Regions from separate parts of the Gossypium hirsutum genome. Here all the other regions are linked to region 1. The links are chromatin contacts, called in public Hi-C maps. All regions are on one chromosome and are shown on one strand. Each heading gives the region's core, a stretch centred on a gene start, on an enhancer-like site or on the middle of the called end of the contact. The rest is flanking DNA. Distances are from core to core; before and after follow the strand shown. Region 1 holds the start of LOC107913961 (50S ribosomal protein L18, chloroplastic). Region 2 holds the start of LOC107924291 (macrophage migration inhibitory factor homolog). Region 3 holds the start of LOC107913819 (sodium transporter HKT1).

Region 1 (4,748 bases), core at 1,322-3,821:
CTCAGCAAAGTTTCTCGAAACTATATAATAGCTCATTTCTAAAGAATCATTTGAAGTTGGCATCTCAACTCTAGCAACCTATATATCACAAATCCTCGTCCTGTTTGTGCTGCCCCGTGCCAACTTTATCACATGATACAAAATATATTACTATTCCCAAGTTCTAATAAACAGCAGCAATTTAGGAGTTGAACTGGAACCTTCAATTTTCTTTAAAGTATTTTTTTAACTTCAGATTCCAACAATGAGCTCATGAGAGAAGCAAAAAAGTCATCAAATACACTTCTAGAGATGATACGAAAGAGCGTTCTTCATGCTGTTTTAGTAAAAGGATTTGGAAAAACAATAAAAGGAAAGTTACAAAACGAAACAAGGAAAAGCGACAAAGTTCAAAAGAATGCTAACTGCACAACTTTTAAAACTGAAGCCCATGCTCCCTAGCAGAATCAGCAAGGGCTTGTACACGTCCATGATAGGGATATCCACCTCTGTCAAAGGCAACCTTTGTGATCCCTATTTCCAAACAAGATTTTGCAATGAATTCACCAACTTTCTTCGCCACTTCCTGAAGCCAGAAGATTGAAAATTTTAGGCAATTTTATCAAATACATGTTGGAAATGGAATAAACCATGAGCAACACATCAAGCAGATTTGGGCTAAGGAAATTGTACAACAGATAGATCAAGCTCCACGCTGAAACAGAATGAAGGATGATGAGAAGTAAATTCAACTATGGACACAAACATAAACAAAACGAAATAACTATCAGCACAGACTCAACATGTATGGACTCAAATTCAAAATTGCAGGGAGAAGGTAATCGTAGGAGAGAATGGAAAATCAAGAATAATTGATAACTCCCCAAAGGGCCTAATTTTTGAGACAGTTGAAGGCTTAAATACCACTTCTTTCCATTTTTCTTCCATCCAGAACAATACTCACCAACAGAACTCAAGCACTTTTTTTCCTTTAGCATTTCTTTTGACCAATTGGAAATAAGAAGCACACCCAAAAAACATAAATAACTGCTTATTAAAGCAATTTATATGCTTAAGTAAAACAAGCAGGCCAATCAAAAACCCTTTAGTTATCATTCAGAGCCAGAGCAATGAATGAAAGCCAGGTAGAAAAAGCTGAAAATGATTCAGTTGACAACTAATTTTATCTATGAACTCACAATGGTAGGACCCGATGTGTAGTTGAACTCCTCACAAATCGGTTTCTGCATTGTTGAAGCAGAAGCTAGTGTGTGCATCTTTGAGTCATCAATGACCTGGACATAGAGATGCTTGTTGGAACGGAAGACACACAGTCTTGGTCTATCTGGTGTCCCTTCAATCTACAAAAGCAAGAAACCCCCTGTAGTAAGATAGGGGATACTCTGTATGCTTGAGGGACTTAAACCATAGTAACCAAAGCCAATAGATTTCACTATAACAATATCAAATCCATTCGGAGAGGAAACCGACCATTAAGAAAGATGATGATGATGATGATGATCAAAAGAATCTCATTTATCCGCCCATCCCCCTCTTTTCTAACTTATTAAAGATGAAGTTTACACGAACTCCCATCAATTCTTCTATATAAGAAGAAGAAAATATTATAGCTCTTATTTGTTTCTTTGGCACATAAAATAGCATGGCTCTTACAAAGTTTTACCACAGCTTAAGATAACAGGGTTCCTTAATCTAATATATCCTATGGACAAAATAATCTAACCCCATTTGGTCCCAAAACATGTACGGAAACATCATTTTTAATAAATGAGTAAATTTGAAAGATAAACAGTACTTGATAAGCTAAGAAATGGAGATAAATGTAAAAGGAATTTGCATTTTCTTAATGAGAGTATAACTGAGATAAGAAATAGGATTCGCTTTAAACAAATAAAATATCATGCTTAAAAAGAAACAGTCGTAACCTTCTTCCTAATGCGAGAATGGCGGGCCTCACGATCTTCTGTTCGGGTGCGAGCTTTGGCTTGAACATTGAGGAAGACAGAGGGTAAAGATGGCTGAGGGTTTGACATTGACAGCCTCAAGGGAACTCCTAAAAAAGAAGTCTGTTTATGATTGAGAGAACCAGCAAACTGTAATCCCGTACTGACAGTCATAGTCATAGCCGTTGCAGTAATTGCCATACCCAGTTGAGATTCGAGATTCCTTAATGCTGTCTGTCTGCGTTTCAATTTAAACAAATATCATCAAAAAACATAACCATGATTATCATTCATTTATTATTAAACAGAAGAAACAATACGTCATACCTGCTTTCCAAGGCTTTAAAATGGGGCTGTACTGGAAGGCAAAGCAAAGAAAGCAAGTGTGGATAGTGTGCTATGAGTGTTGCAGTGAGAGGGGAGTGAAGTCTGGGAGGAGCGAGATTTGGATAAGAAAAGGGATAAAGCGTATGAATGAAATAAAGGGAATGTCCTCGGCCAGTTCGGCCTTGTTTGCCTGAACACCATCTCCTGTTCTCATCCCTTGCGTGCTGGTCCCATCACCTTCCGCCTCAACTCAAAAACCGAAGCCCAACCCAATATCATAATTTTACATTATATACTATTTCTAAGCCACTGTTAAAATCAATTCACATAACACATAATTAGGGGAATAGGTAGGGGATAGTAGGCCCCCTAAAATTTTTTAAAATTTAAAATTAATAAAGATAATATTATATTTTGATTCCCTAAAAATAATAAAAATTAGATTTAATCTTTCAAAATTTATAAAGATATAGATTATTAAAATGGTAAAATCATATTTTTATTATCGTAAAAATTACAATTTAATTTTAACCCCTACAAGAATTTCTAACTTTGCCCCTGCACGTAACAGCTTTTCATTTAATTTTATCATATATTAAAAATTTATATAAACTGATAAAATTCATAAATATTTATAAATATTATAATAAATCTTAAAATTAATAAAAACATATTAAAATATTTAAAACATTTTATAAACTTATCCAACTTATAAAAAAAATTATAAAAAATAATAAAATTTGTAATAAATTATCAATATTTAAAAACTTATAAAAATCATAATAAGTCCTAATAAATTAAATATATAATTTTTAATAAAAATATAAAATAAATAAAAAATCATAATTCATTTATTGGTTTCTCATTTTGAAAATTAATGTGACATTATACTAACCATTGGATAATGGGAATAGTTGCCTAAACCAATGTTATACGAGACTGTATCAGTCGGTCAGATTAGTTGGACTAAGAATTGAAAAGGGTACTAGTCCAGAGAAAGTCACTAAATCAGTTGACTCAAAAATCGATACAGATGGGTTGAACAGGCAATTGAACCAAATTTTTATTTTTTTAATATTTTTAAATTTTTAATGATTTCTTTAATCGAATCAACGATCAAGTAACCTAATTGATTTGACCACGGTCCGATTTTAAAAACCTTAGTTAGAATATTTCATTACGACATGCTAATGAAGTTTTGATTTTATAGTATCTAACTGTACTAAAATTACTTTATGTTATACAATACTTAACTAACAATTTTTAACTTTTCAATGTCCAAACTATTGCACTATAGTTCAAAAATTGGAGATAAAAATTTTAAAAACAATATAATAATTTATCAATAAAATTGAGGTCTCACAATTATCGTTTTATTTATAGAAGATTGAGAACATTTTATTCAAAATGAAAATTATGCTAATGATATGAGGATTCTCATTTCAACATTTGGTTTGATACCATGTGTTCATTATAATTTTAACGGTTTAAATGATTTTTTTTATATATATTTTTTATATTTTTTCAATTTATTAGAATTTTTTATATTGTTTATAAGTTTTATAAAATTTTAAATATTTTGAATATGTTTCAGTAATTTTATAAACAAATTATATTTTTTTTTATAATTTTTATAAGTTTATACAATTTTTTTATATAATTTTTATAAGTATATATCAATTTTAATAATTTTATGAGAAAATATAATATTAAACCAGGATCTATCACGTATCATCATCTAATTAGTTTGTCAATTGAATTTAATGGTGATAAATGCCAAAAGTAACATGTTTTAACATCATTCTTAATGTGTTTTTGGATGATTATTCGATTTAAAATGGTGGATTTTATGCTTCTAATCATTGAAATTCATGTTTCTATACTTAAAAGAGTATTTGGGAGCAAAAGGAGCGAAAAACGAGCAAAAATTGGGAAATGGAGTAAGCTTCAGAAGCCACAAGGGCTGGGTCATTCCACACGGGCTGGACACACAACCATGTGAGCCACATGGCCAAGTGTTAGATCGTGTGGGTTTCGCAAATCGCACTTTGAACATGCGAAAAAAGACAATTTTTAGGTTTTTTGGGCATTCTGTGACCTATATATGACAAAAATAAGAAGATAAGAGAGAGTCGTCAGAGAATACTCAATAAAATGACTCGAAAAACACCATTGAAGCCGAATCTAAAGCAGATTTCCATCAAGATTGAAAATCTCCTCTTGATTCCTTTGAAGTTTATTATGAGCTTTTTATTTCTTGTGGTTATATTGCCTTCTGGATGTTTTTATTTGCGATTATAAACTAATTTTCCAAATGCCTAAGGAGATGAACCTTACAATGGGTTCTGTTATTTGATTTCAATTTTTACGCAATAAATACTTGGTTTAAAATTTCTAAATTATTAATCCATGTTTGATGTGCTTAAATTAGAGGAGAAAAAGTCCCTATTTAATAGTAGATCTAGCATAATTGAGTGG
Region 2 (4,748 bases), core at 762-3,261, 500 kb before region 1:
GATGACATAACATGTTTCTTTAGATCTTAGCATATTCATAAAATCAGAAGTTCGAATATGGATACACATTTGCACATACGAAAAGGCATGCAAGTGGACAGATCGCATGTCTTCCTTTTGGCATATATAGTAATAGGATAATGTATTTAAGATAGATAGATAGATAGATAGATAGATAGATAGATAGATACGCTATGGAATCAACTTCGATTGTTCAAGATACAGTCTTGAGTTGCCCGAATTGTTTATCCAGGGAACCTTGTCATGTATCCACTCAAGAGAAGTGTAAGAATTATGACTCCTATAGCTTGTCAATCTTGTATATATGCTACAATCCAGTCCTCTCAGATAAACTTGTGCACAGTAAGATCATTTATATTTTTGAAAAAACATTTCTTATTTCTAGGTGTTCCTTCAGTAAGGAGACGACATCATGTTACATAATCAAACAGGGTAATCACATACTAATCTTTAAAAACCTATCCAACTGTTAACAGCCAAAAGTGAATTAGGATGCTTAACTCCAAGCATCATTATCAGAATCAGACAGGACAGTTATTTGTTCAGGGTTTTGAGTTTCAAGTCCATTAGTCCAACCGTTGGATCATTCAAGTCAATGCTTTGAATGAAATGTCATGTTCCCGAATGAGCTCGGGGAAGGTAGAGTACAAAATAGGAGCTGGGTAGGATGGTTTGACTGCCAGGCCAGTCCAAGTTTTATAACAGAGATTTCAAGTGGCAATGAAAGAATATCCCAGTAAAAAATCCACACAAATAAGTGCTTAAAAAGCAAGATAGATACTTTACTCAATATTATGGAGTGCTAAAATGATTACTCTTAGTTTTAACAGGAAAATAGATCCAAAGTAAGATGAAATTGCTTCATCTCATTGAACCCAAAACCAAGAATTGTTACTCTATTTTGAATTTTGCTTATGCATAAGAGATCAAAATCACAACCACTTTAGAAGGAAAGACAATAAATTTCTAAAAGTCACTTGAAATGAGTAAAACTGAGGCTAGAAAGGTCTTCTTGCAAGTGATAATATCATCTTTGGCCTCATTCTGATGAGTATGATGCAATTTTATTGCATGGCAGAGAGTAGAATCAAACCAAAGCATAGTTGAAGAATCATCAAAAGCCAAAAAGCATTGTTTGGTTCCATAGAATATCTAAAATGTGAGATATACAAACAATTTATTTCTGTTTGCCTCCTACAATATTTTGGCTAAAGTTGAGCTCAAAGAATATAAAAATTGGGTATGAATGATAAAGATTATGATTACAACTAAATAATTTACATCAGACAAAGCATATATGCGTTAAAGATTATTATCTGTGAAAAGAAGAAAATAATCCATGAATACCATGGAATGAAAAGAGTAAAAGTAGAGTGAAAAAAAAAGACCTGAACATCATAGAATTTGATGTAGAAGCGGGAGCTATCAATTGAGAGCTTGGTTTGAAGAATATCAGCTACAGTTGAACTCAATTTGGCATTAACAGAAGGTCCAAGGCCCCCAATAGAAATCAATTCTCCATAAGCAGCAGGGGCTTCCGTCCCAGCAAATGCCATGGGAACTCCGCCATTAACCAAAATCATCACGTACTGTTAACCCATTTTTACCCCCCCCCCCCAAAAAAATTAACCAAAATAAAGCCATTAAAATTAAAATAGACAAGGAAAAAAAGAAGTAAATAAGAACAAACAGATTCAGGTTTGCCAATGATTTTGGCAACAGCTTTGGTGGCGTCCTTAAGGATGTCAGAGGTGGTGACGGCGTCCACAGGTACGTTGGTGTATAAATTCAAGGTGGGCATTTCCTACTTCTTCTTCTTCTTCTTCCCCTGGTTTTTGGAGTGTTAGCAGTTTAAATGAATGAGTGGCTTGAAATAGAAATTATCTTCTTTGCCTACAATATGCCGCTCTCCACCAATACACATTGCGGCACCGCCCCTTTCGCTTTAAAACAAAACAAAACAAAACAAAACAAAAGTGATGTCATTTTATTGAACGTTTTTTTATTCCGAGAATTATATGTTTTTCAAATAATTGTTACATGTCTGTCAATCCCTTCTCAAAATGATTTTTTTTTTCCAAGACAACACATTTAATTATTAAAAAAATTATATAAATATTTTATATTATTATGTCAGTGGATGCTTATTACGATAATAAGTTTGATTTATTTTGGGATTTTAATGTAACTAATTAAAAGTGAAGTTTTATATTACCTATATTTTTTTTATGTGTATAAATATAAATTTTAGAGAAACATGATAATTATATTTATTCATCAAGAATTATTTGTTTATTATTTTCTTTTTTTATAAAAGAATTACTTTTCAATTTTTTACTTATAAAATATGATAAAATTAATCATCCAAATGGGATTGCATGGCCATTATTTATAAGAATAGACAAAGTAATAGTGATCCCACGGTGCCACCTGAGCAACTAGTGGCACCACACTCACCTGACAACAATTTTTGCGTAATTGATTAAATTTTTAAAAAATAATAATTTTTTGTGCCACCTGAACAAACAGTGACATTGGTATGTATCATGTAAAAATATGCCCTTGAAAAGTACAAATACATATCGAAAAAATTATTTTTTAATGGTGTCGTTGACATGTCAGGCGGCACCGGAATAAATTAATATACAATTTCTTTTTTTATTTTTTAAAAAATTAAAAAAAAGACTGAAAAGTCAAAAATTAGCAGAACCCGTGATTGACTGGTTACGTCGGTAGCAGGTCGTCAGGCCATTATCGCCTGACAGCTTGGCGGCACCAACCTAACGACCTACCACCGATCTGACCAATCAGTCACAGTTATGTTGATTTTTGACTTTTCATGTTTTTCTTTAATTGTTGCTATATTAAATATATATATATTAATTTTAGTATAAAAGGGGTGGGTTTGGTCCCCAACCCCCACACAATTGGTTAAAAAAAAATGAAAGGTCCCACCCATAGCCGACTTAAGGTATGTTAATTTTTTTTTGTAGGACAACTCCATCAAACCATCAATTTTGATGGTTGTTGTAGCGATGTAAAAATTTTGCTTTGGTCGCTAGTTGAGGCGATTATTTGAAAATTTGAAAATCGACTTGTGATTTTATTAAAAAGGGGAGTCGCCACTAATCTTTTTTTCTAGGTGTGATCGGACACCTAATAAATCATCTTTTTTTAAAAAGAATTTTTTTTTTTAAAAAAAAAAAAGGCCGAGTTTAGGTCTACGTTAAAAGCCAGAGAAAGAATAAGGTTCGGGAGTCGGTTACGCGCGAGGAAGGTATTAGCACCCTCGCAACGCCCAAAATTAGTATCTTATTAAACATGTGTTGTCTTAATTTTTAAAAATACGAGTTCAATTTGACATTTAATCGTGATCCGATTGAAAAATGAGAATTTTTAATTTTCGGCATTTTAGAAGGGTGACCCGTTTTTAACACGAGCCGACGAATTTCACCCAACATAGCGATCAAATCGATGACTTAATGTTAAATCGGTTCATTGCCTTATTTATTGAAATTAATAAAAAAATATGAATAAAAATCTTCAAAGTAGTGAACAACAAAATGATATAAAATGGGCGGTAAACAAAAAAATAAAAGAGTTAGAAGTACATCGAAACAAATAATAAATATGACAATAATATTAAAAATAATAACAATGTATGCGATATTAAACATGATAACAATAATAATAACACGAAATAGAGACGAGCATATATATAAACATATAATAATAAGTGAAGTGCCGTAAACACAATATTAAAAATACTAATAGTGCTATATATATATATTAAAATATGTACATAATAATAGGAATGAAAAGTGTATACATAATAATGCTAAATATATATATACATAATATATATAAAATGAACATATACAACATATATTGGAAATACTAATAACAAAAAAATACATATATTAATAATACTACATAAATGTGTATATATATATTAAAATAAATACATAATATAGTTATTAATATATATATATTATAAATAATAATAATGTTACAAAACAATTATTAATAACACTGCATAAACATATACATATATATATTAAAGATATGTACATATATAATAAACATATACTAATAACAATAATAATTATAATAATAATAAAAAGATGTATATACACTAAATAACACATTATAATATTAAAATAAAATAATAAATGACAATAGTGAAAATAATAGGTATAATAATAAATATAATGATATATGAAAATAATACTATGTAAAGTATATATACCCATATAATAAAATATATGTACTAATATTAATAATAAATATAATAGGAATAAAAATAGATATAATAATAATATATACATAATATATAAAATATATATAATATATACATATGTTAGAAATGATAATAATATAAAGAAAACTATTCATACGCTACATAAATACGTTTATATATATATTTATATATATAAATGATAATGGTGTTAGAAATATACAATATAGTATTAGAAATATACATACAATAGTATAAAAGATATATAACTAATAATATTAAAATGTATACATAATAATATATATAAATATAATATTAAAAATATATATACATAACATATATGAAAGATATATATATCATATAGTATTAAATATTTACAATATATACATATTAGAAATAAAAAAACGACTAATAATAATATTACATAAATATATACATAATAAAACATATACTAATAATAATAATATAAATAATAGTAAATACAATAATA
Region 3 (4,748 bases), core at 1,388-3,887, 290 kb before region 1:
TAAGGAGGGAGATACCTGAAAAATAAAGAATGAAATATATATATCCCCTAAATCAAATTACATTTATTCATATATGTTATATTATTATAAATTAATACAAAAATCGAACATAAAATCATAATAATACGTTCAATTATGTAACTTGAATTATTTTTACTTATACAATGATGACGTATGTGTAACAAAGTTAATCGTATATGATAGAATAGATGGCGGAAATGTGAGGCTGGAGATATTGAACAGCTAAATACACAAAAGAAAAACTTCTATATACAGAATTTGTGGGGTCAGAATACTCAAAACCCACTTCAAAAGTTAAACGAGGCAAGTGCTAAACCCCATTTGTTTTCACTATATTATCAACCAAAATGGATGGAATGACATCAAACACCAAAACATGTACGCATATCTTTAAAATATAAATTCAACTATTTTTCTATAAATAATATAATTATTTGTATATGTAATAAGTAAATATAAAATAGTATTACTTTTGTAGTTTTTAAAAATTAAATTAAATTAATAGTAAAACAAAAAATAGTAAATTAAAATAAGGTGGAAATTTCTAAATTGATTTATAATTAATAATATTGGCAGATTTAATTTTAATCTCATGAATTTTAAAAATACCACCGAAGCACAATAAATTGAAGAATAATTTTTTTTTCAAAAGTATAAAAAAAAATCTTCTATTTATTTTTACCAAATCATAAGATCCATCGTCTTCCCTTCTTAATTTATTCTTTTTGGCTTTTTTAAGGTATCAATCGGATCGAGCTTATTGATTAATCCTTCACATTTTGTAGATCCTTAGTAAATGTTTATTATGAATTTTAAAATTGTTTCATAGTCACCGCAAATATTGAACCCGCATATTAAAATACCCTTTTTAATTTTAAATTAAAAAAATTAGGAAAATTTCTGAAATAAGAAATATGAGTAGGCATTAATTCCTTTCGATAAAATGGGAGAATTATGGGAGTGGGTAAAAGTAGTCAAAAGGTAATAATATACATATTCCCTAAAAACAATGATCAAAAGGAATATATATGTTCTCTAGATAAGAAGAATATGAAGATGAGGTTGATGTGGGGTAAGGGTGCATAGTGGATGTGGTTAGCTAGCGAGTTGTCACGGAATTTTGTTGAAGAATATACACCAAGTAATTAAAAAAGAGAGAGAGAGAGATAAAAACGGACTAGAGAGAGAGAGAGACTCACATCATAACAACAAAGAGCACCAAGATTGCTGAGGAGATGGTGGAAAGATCAACTACCGATTCACCAGCATACCTTGAGTTAACCACCTGAAACAGCGAGCCCACAACTTTCTGATATGAACTAAAACCATCCATGGTTTCTGAATTCCATTCCATTGAGCAGAAGAGAATAAACTGAACTAATGTCAACCCAAAAACAGTGGCAGCAAGAAAACAAGAATGAACGCTTGACAGTAAATGACTATAACCCATCTCCTTCCAGTTCTTCAGGATGTAACTGAACTCCACCTTTTTTGTCATTTTGTCAAAAACCCATATCAAGGCTCGTAGGCAAGCTGGATAAAGAGTGTTCCCAATAAGAATTTGTGGAATTAGCAGCAACAGAAGACCCGAATTCTTCTTGAAGACTATCATGTTTTCATTTGTTGGAACAAACCCACAGTTTGCGAACGTAGAAACGACAGTGAAGAAAGAAAATGTTCGTATATCAATACCTTTGGTTTTCAGTGTTTTTCTGGCGCTTGAAACCAGGCTTACATACATAGAAACTAGACTAGAACCAACTGCGTGGACTACTAAAAGATACCCGAAAACCAGATACCCCAAACACCTAGTGGCCTTATACTTGAGACTCTTAATATCGGAAGTCAAGTTTTTGTTACTTTCTAAGTCATTGATAGGTTTCTCATTCGCTAAGGCTGAAAAAGTAATCCTACCCAACTCCACTTCCTGGGCAATGTTTTTTGAGGTCAAGCTGTAGTCTGATTGGAGGCCCCTATTGCTAATAGAATTTACAATGTCCCCATCGAAACTTGGAGGTGTTTCAAACCTGAACCTCCCCAACAGAAGTCCAAGCATGGAAGTGAAGACCTCCCCACCTACCAGCATCAGAATAGTTATAATAATAAGTTGGGTATTGGAAAAAACCTCCATTTCTACAGTCGACATGCTTGAAACCGTTGTTGCTGATACAGAAGTGAAGAACACGTCTATGCTTTTAGGACTAACTGAGCCGGATTTTGGCTTTGACATTTTCAATGCCCCGAAGCCAACCAAAGACAGGACTATGAAATAAGCAAGCTGAACCCAGAAAGGGTTCACTCTAAAGACCAAGAAACGGAAACAAGTGGATATCAAACCACGATAGGATTGGTTGAAGCATGATAGTTTGGAGCGTGAAGTGCTACTAAAATGCTCCAATTTTCTACCGAAGCAGATAATAGTGTTACTCATCTTTATTACGAAGAAAGTTGTATGATAACATATTGACCTTTGAGCAGTAGGGGTATATATACAGAGGGGCAGAGAGGAGCTCTTGTCCAACTTAGTGGGATTTCCCAAGAGAAACAAATAAAAAAACCTTGGTGAGATTTTCAAAGAGAAATAAAAAAAAAAAAAACTTAGTGGGATTTCCCTGCACATGTGACAAATCAACTTAACTATATATAATTGGTTAAATGTTTTAAATAATCCCTGTAAGTTCTTTCAGATTTGATTCATTCACTATAGTTTGAACAATTTTAATCCTTGTATTAATTGAAAATCCTTTACGAACTTTCACCGTTTGTACCGTTAAACAACATGACATGGCATTATCTGTAATTAAGTGGCTTTAGAGTGTCATGTACTCTGTGTACAGGTCGGTATTTATGATTGCCACGTAGTATAATCACCCAAAACAGGGAAGAAAATGAAGAAAAGAGGGTTATATTATATGAAATGAAAAGAATGTTTCATCCATGCTTCCTCGATTTCAGCGTATATTCCCCTAAACCCATACTTCGGCTTCTCTTCAATTCCTTTTTGTGTTGAAATTTTCTTCTTTCATTGCTATGATAATTTCCTATCGTTTAGATGTTTTGGGTCAGCTTCAAGCAACGAACCTCCAACACAATTTCATTTTCATTTCTTTACTGTTTCCCTGCCCAGAAGTATTAGAGGATGAGGGTTTTCGTTTTCTTTTATTTTTGGTTGAAATACGTGGCAATAATACATGCTTAGGTGTACAAGCCATGTCAAACACCTTAAATTCTCTATTTAAAATAGTGCCATGTTAGGTTACTCAACGTCTTTAGTTTAGGATTGAAATTTTGATTGTTGAATAGCAGAGGGACTAAATATGTTGAAATTATAGTAAAGTGATCAAATTCACAAGAAATATAACAGTATAGGGACTGCTTACAGAATTTAACCTTTTTCTTTCGGTGATCTTCATTTAATTTGGTTTTATTATTCTAATAATATGGCCAGCATTTTATGCAGGCGCAACGGTTATAATAAATTACATTATCTACACTAAGGAGTAGAATATAACCATTTGATTAAAAATCATTTTAATAACTCTTTCCTCCAATTTTGTGAGCATTGGGGTATGTCTCTCTTTTTTAATAATAATAATAATAATAATAATAATAATAATAATAATAATAAAAGCCAACCGTATAATATCACTTTTTATTTATTATTCTGACTAGGGGCTGCGCCATGGAGGTAAAGGCTGCTCCGGAAAACTAAATACTAAATTTACTCCATATGGTATTTAAAAATGTTGTTTTATTTTTATTAAAAATTCATATATATATTTTTTAATTTAAAAACATGTTGGATGAGTAAAGATATTTGTTTTCTATAATTTATAATATATGTAAAAGTACGAGTTTGGAAAAAGATTTGGAATGGATAAGAATATCTTTAATGTTATTTTAATTACTAATATGACACTAAATACATAGGTTTTATTAATAATAGAGATTTTATTCATTTTAACTATACAATTAATAAACAAGAACAAATACGAATTTATTGTGAGCAAAGAAAAAAAAAACAATATCCTCTCACTCTACCCTAAACTCTCTATGTGGCTATTGCCTTCCCTCCCTAACTTTATGGAACTCTCAGGAGGGCTAGCCACTAAGAACTAACAACAGTAGTAATGTTTGGGTGCTATAGCCAATAGCCCCCTCACTGATTTTCATAGTTGGAACAAGTCCTGATATCTAAAATTCGGTTGTAGCTAGGGTAACGAAAAAGGTTAGATAAAGAATGTAAAGCTTTTGGGTAGGAAAATTGCCTTCAATGCACTGCTAAATAGGATCACAATACTATGGAAAACAAATTTTCCATTCCAATTAATGGGTTTGGAAAATGATTATTATTTGGTTCAATTTAGTGAAGAGGATGACTATAATAAAGTGCTAACAAATGGACCTTGGGTGATATTTGGTCAGTATCTGACGATTCGTCCTTGTACATCGAATTTTTTGACGACTCAGGATAGGGGGGAATCCAAGTGGTATGGATCTGGTTGTTGGGACTTTCTGAAAGTTACTATTCACCTTGTATTCTCCAAGTTATTAGACAAGTGATTAGTTCGGTGGTTATGATTGATGAACACACTTATTTCGTTAGATTAGCCATTTGTGTTGATTTAAGAAAGTCGTTGATCTCTAAAGTTAGGATTAATGGTCATATTCAGAGGGTTGAATACGAGTCGTTACCCTATGTCTATTTCAAATGTGGTCTGTATGGA

The links. A called contact is a pair of places that touch in the nucleus more often than the background predicts.
Region 2: a contact with region 1 is called in a Hi-C map of leaf, with 2.7 times the contacts expected there. The contact joins the promoter of LOC107924291 here to the promoter of LOC107913961 in region 1. A contact is called at or near these places in 6 of 34 Hi-C or Micro-C datasets (callus, hypocotyl and leaf).
Region 3: a Hi-C map of leaf shows a contact between it and region 1, with 3 times the contacts expected there. The contact joins the promoter of LOC107913819 here to the promoter of LOC107913961 in region 1. A contact is called at or near these places in 9 of 34 Hi-C or Micro-C datasets (anther, callus, hypocotyl and 2 more).

The regions. Positions count from the first base shown.
Region 1 is chrA08:23,355,740-23,360,487 of Gossypium_hirsutum_v2.1, forward strand. LOC107913961 (50S ribosomal protein L18, chloroplastic) reads right to left here and starts at 2,572. Exons shown (of 4, transcript XM_016842687.2): 1 at 2,271-2,572; 2 at 1,926-2,181; 3 at 1,179-1,340; 4 at 189-565. The coding sequence starts at 2,144. The coding sequence ends at 416.
Region 2 is chrA08:22,856,427-22,861,174 of Gossypium_hirsutum_v2.1, forward strand. It overlaps LOC107924291 (macrophage migration inhibitory factor homolog), which reads right to left and starts at 2,012. Exons shown (of 3, transcript XM_016854693.2): 1 at 1,712-2,012; 2 at 1,410-1,610. The coding sequence starts at 1,822.
Region 3 is chrA08:23,061,149-23,065,896 of Gossypium_hirsutum_v2.1, forward strand. It overlaps LOC107913819 (sodium transporter HKT1), which reads right to left and starts at 2,638. Exons shown (of 3, transcript XM_016842505.2): 1 at 1,221-2,638; 2 at 1-15. The coding sequence starts at 2,452.